Linked DNA regions of Sus scrofa: regions 1 and 2 are each linked to region 3. The links are chromatin contacts, called in public Hi-C maps. All regions are on one chromosome and are shown on one strand. Each heading gives the region's core, a stretch centred on a gene start, on an enhancer-like site or on the middle of the called end of the contact. The rest is flanking DNA. Distances are from core to core; before and after follow the strand shown.

Evidence for each region. Hi-C and Micro-C count contacts between places; a contact is called where the count stands out from the background.
Region 1: a contact with region 3 is called in a Hi-C map of skeletal muscle, with 3 times the contacts expected there. The contact joins the enhancer-like site here to the promoter of PRICKLE1 in region 3. A contact is called at or near these places in 5 of 47 Hi-C or Micro-C datasets (embryonic fibroblasts, fetal skeletal muscle, mesenchymal stem cells and 1 more).
Region 2: a Hi-C map of fetal heart ventricle shows a contact between it and region 3, with 2.7 times the contacts expected there. The contact joins the enhancer-like site here to the promoter of PRICKLE1 in region 3. A contact is called at or near these places in 6 of 47 Hi-C or Micro-C datasets (embryonic fibroblasts, epiblast stem cells, fetal heart ventricle and 2 more).

The regions. Positions count from the first base shown.
Region 1 is chr5:73,901,352-73,904,249 of Sscrofa11.1, reverse strand. The region is part of intron 2 of LOC110260765 (a long non-coding RNA gene); the gene reads right to left. Among named protein-coding and RNA genes, the nearest start is that of PRICKLE1, 76 kb to the right of the region's middle. Within about 2 kb of position 1,404, at least 11 of the 83 cell types and tissues checked have an H3K27ac peak or open chromatin away from gene starts, as enhancers often do. A contact at or near this core is called in embryonic fibroblasts, fetal skeletal muscle and skeletal muscle, where this site is marked.
Region 2 is chr5:73,924,197-73,927,131 of Sscrofa11.1, reverse strand. All of the region lies in intron 1 of LOC110260766 (a long non-coding RNA gene), which reads right to left. Among named protein-coding and RNA genes, the nearest start is that of PRICKLE1, 99 kb to the right of the region's middle. Within about 2 kb of position 1,266, at least 1 of the 83 cell types and tissues checked has an H3K27ac peak or open chromatin away from gene starts, as enhancers often do.
Region 3 is chr5:73,825,243-73,828,322 of Sscrofa11.1, reverse strand. PRICKLE1 (prickle-like protein 1) reads left to right here and starts at 1,794. Exons shown (of 8, transcript XM_021092560.1): 1 at 1,794-2,040.

The DNA.
Region 1 (2,898 bases), core at 155-2,654, 76 kb before region 3:
GCAGAAGCCAAATCCACTTCATCAGGCAGAGACATTACAGAGGCAGCTGGAAATGAGGGAACGATAGGGAAACTGGGGGAGAAAGGGTAGATCTGGGAGTTGTTCACATAGAGAAATAGGAACCGTGTCTGGGGTGCCGTCAGAGCTAATTACTCGATCACTCTGTGGAGTGAAACATTTTGCAAACGGAAGAGGATTATCATTGTTCTATCTGTGCCTCATTTCCCTCACCACTAATGAGAACTCCGAGTGAGTTTCTCAAGCTTTGCTACATTTCCCGTCTTTGGTGATCTCGTAACACCAGATCTTTCCTTCACCCCAGGCATTTCCTTCAGAAAATTCCTTTCATATAACCAAATCGGTCCTGGTATGTATGACAGGATAAAAAGATGCCACTGTTGCATGCGTCTGGAGTGGTATGCTGTAAAATTTTCCAAAATTAGGAGTTCCCTGGTGGCCTAGTGGTTAAGGATCCAGTGTTGTCACTGCAGTGACTCAAGTTTGATCCCTGGTCTGGGAACTTCCATATGCTACAGATGTGGCCAAAAAAATAATAATTAAATAGCCAGATGATGTCGCTTTGCGTTGTCTTCATAAAAACTATTATTCTTCTGAAGGCACACATCACTTGGCAGGCACCAGTAGGGAAGAGGAACTGCAAACTAATAAATTCAATATTTATAAGAATCATATGACAACTCCCTACATGATCACAACCCCCACTACACAAGCAACAGCTAAGAGAGAGGCAGCCAGTGGGTGTTTAAATACAGGTTCTGGGGTCAGGGAACTCAGGTTTGAGCCCAGTTCCAGGGCTTAGTCACCTAATTTAGCAATTTGGCTCATTGTTTAAACTCTCTAGGCCTCAATTTCTTCATCTATTAAATGGGTGTAGTAATAGTATCTGCCTCATAAAGGTATTATTGGGAGGATTAAATGAGAATGCACGCCAAGCCCTTAGCACAATGCCTGGCTTAATAAATACTAGCTATTATTATTTAGAGAATTGCTCCAACTCTCTGTTTTTCTGTCTCTTAAGTACTAACCTTTCACTCCAATCTGCTCACTTCCATCCACCTCCAAGCCACAGCAATATCCATCAATCCACATCTATTTCTGGAACCAGAAGGCATCTCGTGAGTTGTGTAACCAGTCAAGGATGCCCACTAAGGACATGCCAGACCTTCTGGACACCAGTGGTGTTGAAAAATCACACCTCATTGAGAACAACAGACCCACTCTAAACGTCTCGTGTCCCAGAAGAGCAAACGGAGGCCCAGAAAGGCGAAGCATCTTTGGGGCCATAACACCGTTCTCAAGGCCTGATTATGGACAGACCTGGCTCAGGCCTGAGAATGGCTGCCAAGTGTCTTGACTCTGATTGCACAATTTTGGCACCACTTCAGGCTGCCTTATGGAATTCAACAAGCATTTCCTGAGAAACCACAGGAAGGGTCATGAAGGCGAACAAGATGGTGACCCTGCCAAGAATGGTACTGAAACCTAATCAGGGAAACAGGCATTGGCAGTGTTAAGAATTCTAAGAGAAGTGCCAACAAAGTGCTAAGCAGTTTTAAGTGCTGCCTCTAACTCATGAAACGCTCATGAAACAGGTAAATTTCTACGAGACTTTAAAGGCTAGGGGGTAAAAGGAGCCATTCTTGGTAGAATAAATCATTTGCGCTCTAGAGAGAGGTTATCATATTCTTGAACAGGGAGCTGCCTGGCAGCAGAGAGGAAGCAAATCCGATTAGTATCCATGAGGATGTGGGTTCGATCCCTGGCCTCGCTCAGTGGGTTAAGGATCTGGCATTGCCGTGCGCTGTGGTATAGTTCACAGACATAGCTCTCACCCCGTGTTGCTGAGGCTGTGGTGTGGAGGCTGGCAGGTACATCTCCAATTCTACCCCTAGCCTAGGAATTTCCATATGCCACGAGTGCGGCCCTAAGAAGCAAACAAACAAAAAAATATTCTATTGAACAGATGAAGGAGATGAACTATAGAACGGAAACAGCGGGGTCTAGGAAAAGCCAATTGTCCAAGACGCAAAGAGGATAAAGCCCTTCTATTCTCTCCCCGTGAGCTGAGGTGTAGGTTGCAGATGCGGCTCAGATCCCTCGTTGTTGCGGCTCTGGCTTAGGCCGGCGGCTACAGCTCCGATTGGACCTCTAGCCTGGGAACCTCCACATGCCATGCGTGCGGCCCTAAAAAGACAAAAAGACCCCCCTAAAAAAAATAGAAATAGAAATACAAACATATACATACAAAATTTGAAACTGGGATTTATGGATAATAGTTGCAATCGTAGAGCAGCCTCAGCACCAAATTTGTTTATGTATTGTTTTGATTGTGCAGAATCAAGAAAAATTCTAATTGAGAAAACTAAGGAGTAGGTTCCTGCTGTGGTGCAGAGGAAATGAATCTGATTAGTATCCATGAAGATGCAGGTTCCATCCTTGGCCTTGATCAGAGGGTAGGGGATCTGGCATTGCCGCAAGCTGTGGTGTAGGTCTCAGACAAGGCTCGGATTATAGGCCAGCAGCTATAGGTCTGATGTGACCCCTAGCCTGGGAACTTCCATATGCTGCACGTATGATGACCCGAAAAAGAAAAAGAAGGAACTTCAGGGTTGCTTTTGTTTTGGGTTTGGTTTGGTTTGAACCTACAAGATTTCCTGAGATACACAGATCCTGAAGGCTTTGTATAAATTTTATTTCAAATTTGAACAGGTAAGTCATACACTTATCACAAATATAGATCCAAAGGCTGCCTTCTTTTTTTTTTCAATTGAAGGATAATTTCCAATATTATGTTAGTTTCAAGTATACAGCAAAGTGATTCAGTTATACACATACACACACTTGCATATATATATAAATATATATTTTCTTTGTCAG
Region 2 (2,935 bases), core at 17-2,516, 99 kb before region 3:
GTTCAAGCCAGACATCATATATCTTCCTTGTGCCTATGAGGCTGCAGTCCTCAAATTTAGTGTGCATAGGCATCACCAGGGGAAAGGATTGTTGCAATCCCTGTTCTCGGTCCTCACTGTAGGCAATACAGGATTAGTAAGATGGGTGGGGCCTTAGAATCTGCATGTTTAGTTAGACTTTCTAGATATCCTTCATATGGGATATTGAGGACCACACTTTGAGAAACTCCCATTAAAGTCTTCACCTTGAGAAAATATGGTTAAGAGTTAGTCTCTTCCCACAAGCTGAAATATGACAATCTGATTGAAGAGATAGGACAGTAAATTCTGAGGGGTCCAAATCAAGATAGTAAAGTAGGAAGATCCTGAGGTGCCCTCTCCCATGGACACACCAAAACTACATCTAAATATAGAACGACTATCTCTAAGACATGAGGATTAGCAGAACAGATTTTCTACAATTAAAGATATAAAGAAAAGGCCACATCAACACAGGTAGGCGGGACAAAGATGCAATTTGGTCAGAACCAATACCCATGGTAGAGCAACTCACAAGTGGGAGGGATGTCACAAGCATGGAGGCCATCCTTCAGGAGAAAGGGGTCCAAGGCCCACATCCAACTCCCAGCCTGAGTTACCTGCACTAGGAAGACAAGACACCATGGTGAATGTCTCTGAAAACTAGTGGTGCTTACATCCAGGAGAGCCAGAAATCTGCACAAATGACTCTGCTCTTGCAGTTCTTGAACACAAACTCACTTGCTCCAAATTCCAGCATGGAGGCAGCAGGTTGAAAAGTGCCTATATCATATGAGAAGGAAATTTATTGACTAATTATAGGGCATGTGCCAGAGGGCAGGGATATGCTAGAACTTTCTCTCTGAGCAAAAGCACTGAAGGGTGCCATTTATTTTACTCTCCTTCCACCTAACTAATACCATGTGCACTGCTCCAGCATCTCTTGAGAACCAGTCCCACCCAACCCACTTGCTGTGGTTGGCCCCACCAAAGCAGTTCCAACCCCACCCCGCCTGGCAAGCTGTGTCACTCTGCACTGATGCCCCTCTAAAGTGGCATCACATGCCAGCATGCCTGCAATAGTTGCAGCCAGGCCTCACAGCCAGTCATGCTAGGAGCAAGCCCTTCACATCAGCATGCCTGCGACAGTCACAGCCAGACTGCTCAGCCAGCTGGCCTGACAAGGGCACTCACAACAAACAGACCCAATCACAACAGGAGGGTGCACGAAGCCCACAGAGGGGATTCCACCTGGAACACCTGGCTCTGGTGACCACAGGGATGGCTACACTGAGCCCCACAGAACACCTTCCTCATAAGGTCACTCTTTCAAGACTGGAAGCTATAGCTAAAGTACCTAATACAAAGAAACAAATACAAAGAGTTATGCAAAATGAGTAGAAAAAGGAAGACCTTCCAAATGAAAGAATGAGATAAAGCCTTAGAGAAAGAGAACTGAAAAAAAAAAAAAAAAGCAGATAAATATTTCAAAGGTATAGTCATAAAAATGCCAACCAAACTGGAGAGAAGAATGAATGAATTCAGTAAGACCTTCAACAAAGAAATATAAAATATAAAAAAGCAATTATAATGGAAAAATACCACAGTAGAAATGAAAAATATAATAAAGGGATCAATAGCAGATTAAAGGATGTGAAAGAACAGATCAGGAATCTGAAGACCTAGTAGTATAAATCATCTAGTCAGGATAGCAAAAAAAAAAATAATAATAATAATAATAATAATAATTAAAAAAAATGATAGTTTAAGGGACCTCAAGCATACTAGTATTCTAATATTCACATTATAGGGGACCCAGAAGGAGAAGAGTGATAGAAAGGGTCAGAGAATTTATTTGAAGACATAAACCTGAAAATATCCTTAACCTAGTAAAGGAAACAGACATTTGGTCCAGGAATCAAAGAGAGGTGTACACAAGATGCACCCCAAGAAACCCATGCCAAGGCACATTATAATTAAAATGTCAAAGGTTAAAAATAAAACGAGAATCTTAAAAGCACCAAGAAAAAACAACTAGTTATGTACAAGGGGATCTCCATAAGACTACCAGATTCTTTTTCAGCAGAAACTTTGCAGGCCCGAAGGGAGTGGCATGATATACCCAAGGTGCTAAAAGTACAACCAAGAATACCTACCCAACAAGGTCATTATTAAGAATTGAAGGAGAGATGAAGAGTTTCCCAGATAAACAAAAGCTAAAACAGTTCGCTACCACTAAACCACTTTTACAAGAAATTTAAAGGATTTCTTTAAATGGAAAAGGAAAGGTCACTACAAGAAATAGGAAAACTATGAAAGAAAAAAATCTCACTGATAAAGGCAAACATAAAGCTATTGTGAGGTTTTCTTAAAAATAGTAAAATTTTGTGTGTGTACAATAGGAAGTTGAGACTTCCAAAATTAAAAGATGTAACGTAAAATGTCAAAAACATAAAACATGGAGGTGGGAATAAAATTTAAGACTTTTAGAGTGTATTTGGACTTAAGACATCATAAACTTAAAATAGACACTTATATATATAGGATATAACATATGAACCGCACAGTAGCCAAAAATCTATAATAGATATACAAAAAATAAAGAGAAAGGAATCTAAACATAACACTAAAAATAGTCATCAAATCATATGAGAGCAAAGACAGCAATGTAGAAGAACTACAAAAACAACTAGGAAATAATTTTTTAAATGGCAATAAGAACACACCTATCAATAATTATTTTAAATGTAATAAACTAAATGCTTTAATCAAAAGGGTTAGAGTGGCTGAGTGGATAGAAAAACAAGACCCATCTACATGCTACCTACAAGAGACTCGTTTCACAACTAAAGACATACACAAACTGAAAGTGAGGAATTGGGAAAAGTATTTCAGGCAAGTGGGGGAAAAAAAAGAA
Region 3 (3,080 bases), core at 545-3,044:
GGTCTCCATTGAGACAACAGACAGCCGCCCATAGATGCTAAGAGGAGAGTGGACTCTGCCCTTAAAAGCACTGATTTTCATGACCTCCATGGGTGGATAAATCATTTTGTTGGTCTTCCCAGAAGTTCTGGATTTTAGGTAAAGCCAAAATTTTACAGCTTAATAGAAGCATTTGTTACCCTGGCAAGATATACAGACCTAACTTAAAAGGGCAACTGCAATAAAATGCTGAGGACCAAGACAGCCTAGGTTGTTTCCCCCAGATTCCCATCAGTTACAAACACCAGGAACAAGTGGAATTATTTCATCTTTCCTGAGGGCTCTGTGATCAGAGGTTTAGAAACTCAGCCCTGAATCTAGAGGGGAGAAAGTTTCTACAGTGCAGGGAGATCTGAATCAGACTTGGAATTACAGAGCCCAGGGCTGAGGCCAAACATTCCCCAAGATTTGTAACATTTCCCCTTCCTCTGCCTTTAGATGTTATTGCTTTAATCCTTTTTTTACATCAACTCTGAATCTGTCGAGAATTCCCTTATTTTATTCCCAATGATAACTGAAACTCGTTATTCTGAAAATTTTTGAAATTGACTCTTTTGATTTTTCTTAAAGAAATAGAAAATGCATCAATCCCCTCTGCCCCTCCCACACATCCTCATCTTTTTGGAAGATGTTACAGTGTCCTAGAGGGTTGTGGAAGGGATTGAGAGGTCAATGAAGCCCCAGCTTTGCAGAGACACCTGTCAAGCTGGGCTCAGCGGCTGCCGCAGAGATGTGCCCTCTGTAACCCCAGGGGACACGGTACCCACACGGTGTGAGACTCCACTGATCTGAAGCTGGAAAGAGCGAGGGGTTTTGAGGTTCTAAGATGACACAGATGTCAGGGTAGAACTTTCAAACAAGCTAAGCCCCAATTCACCCTGAGCGACTTTGCCTGAGAGCCCAGCCCAGGAAACTGGGCAGACTGAAAACATGGAGAGCAGTCAGGCCGATGAAAAATGATCCTCGAGATCAAATTAATGCTTTAAACACGACCTGAAGTGCGCCACGCTAATTTGGATCGGGCCAGGGACATGGCGATGGGCTGAGGTTCTCCTGTGCAGTACCCAGACTTTGAGATTTCGATATGACCAGCACCGTCTAGGAGGGAAGGGAACGGACTAAAAGCCAAATCTTTGGTTGCTTGCTCCGAGGTGGAGACAGCCCAGAGGGGGGTTACACAAGGTAGGATCGAGTCCAAGCGGGCCCCCAGCAAGGCGAGGCGCGCGCCGGAAGGAATCTAAGTAAGAGTTTAATTAACTCTCCCCGCCCCCGCCCAAGTCAAAGGAAAAGAAACCCAAAGAGGCAACCCCCAAATCGTTTGATCAGAGGAAATTGGGTTTGTCTTTTCCCCCCCTTTCACCCTTCCTGTCTTTCCATCCATCAGAATGGTTTGTTTAAAAAAAAAAAAAAAAAGAAGAAGCCTTTAAAAGGGGGGGGGCGGGGCAGAGGAGACGACCCAACAGCACTTGAGAATCTGGGTTGTGCCCTTGCGAACTTCGTGCAACAGATCCCTGGCGCCCAGCTCAGCCCTCCCGCTGCGCCAAGCAAGTCCTGCACGCCCGGCCTCCCCGCGCCCTCTGCAGCAGGAGCCGGGAGCAGATCTTGCCTCTCGTGGCCGAGCAGGGGGCGCGTGGGCGCGCGAGCGTCCCGGATCCCGCGGCGGCATCCGCGCTCCGCGTTTTCGCTCGCGCCGGGCCCGCGGCCGAGGACGGGGTGCGCGGTGGCGCGGCGCGGGCTGGGCTGCGGGGCGCACTCTGCCTGCAACCCAGCGAGCGCCGCCTCCCGCGGCCGCCGCGCCCGACAGCGCGCCCCGGAGCGTGCCCGCCTCGCGCTGCCTGCACTGACCTCCGCGGGGGCGCCGCGGCCGCCCCAGCCACGTCCCGGGCTCCGGATGGTTCGCGTCCTGCCCACCCTCGCCCGCCCCTGACTCCGTGGACCGCAGCTCCGCAGACCCGCCGCGGCGCCGACGACCGTCTAGCCGAGTCCGGCTCCCTCGCCCGGGTGAGTGGGCTCCGCAGAAGGGCTACGGGTGCGGCGGTGGGGGGCGAGCGCGCAGGGGAAGGGCCGGGCAAGGTCCGCGTCATTGCGGGGGGTCATTGGCACCCAGGCTGGGTTGGTGTCGCAGAAAATGGGGGAGATGGGTATAATTGGTTTGTTGGGTTGTGTAGACAGCGAAAGCAGATACTGGGGCTGCAGTACCAAGAGGGCTTCGGATAGGCTGCACGCACGGCTCCGGTTTGCTGCATCACAACCAACTCTTGATTCTCTCCTGCGGGGAAACCCGCTCAGTGGCCCCAGAGTTAGGGCTCTGCGGGACGCAACGAGGCCAGGAAGGTTGGCCTGTGTCCGCCGCTTAGGATCGCCTGTCACCTACTGGCGTCCGCGGGGAGGGTGCGGATTCTCTCCTAAGGCTCTGGGGGAAAGGACCGATTGCTTTTTGGCTGGGGTGCACCAGCTCCCCGCTCCCCTCCCGCCCCAGCAGTGGTGTTTTCTGAATGTAACACGGATATGGGAAAGAATGGGAGCGTCTTCTTCCCTTTAGGGAGAAAAAGTTGAAGAAATCAGGCATGTTAATAATTAGCAGGACCGGGACTCAGGATGCAGCAGAAAGCTGTTAAATTTACATTGCCCTCTAAGAAAAACAAACGGCATCGCCGGCGACTATTGGCAGTGCGGTGTTATTCTGGGGACTTTGGGAAAATTGTCCACAGATTGTCTTGGGGAGGCTGAAGAAGGAGGTGGGGGTGGGGGAAGGATGGCTGGCTCCGCAGAGTTCCAGCTTGCCTAAGGAGGACTCAGAATCACAAGCCAAACACGTTTGGTTGCTGATTTTGAAGAGTATGGGAAGCAGCTGTTGTGGCCCTGAGCAAGGTGAGGAAGCCAGCACGGGAACTGCCTAAAGGAGAAGAGCCTGTGAGGCTCCTGCCTCTCCGGAGGAGTTCAGATGCATCTGTGCTATAAAAAGCGTGGGTATATATGTGGCTTTTCCTATGGCTTTTATGAAGGACAGGGTGTAGGTAATGAAATTCTGTGTGTGCCTG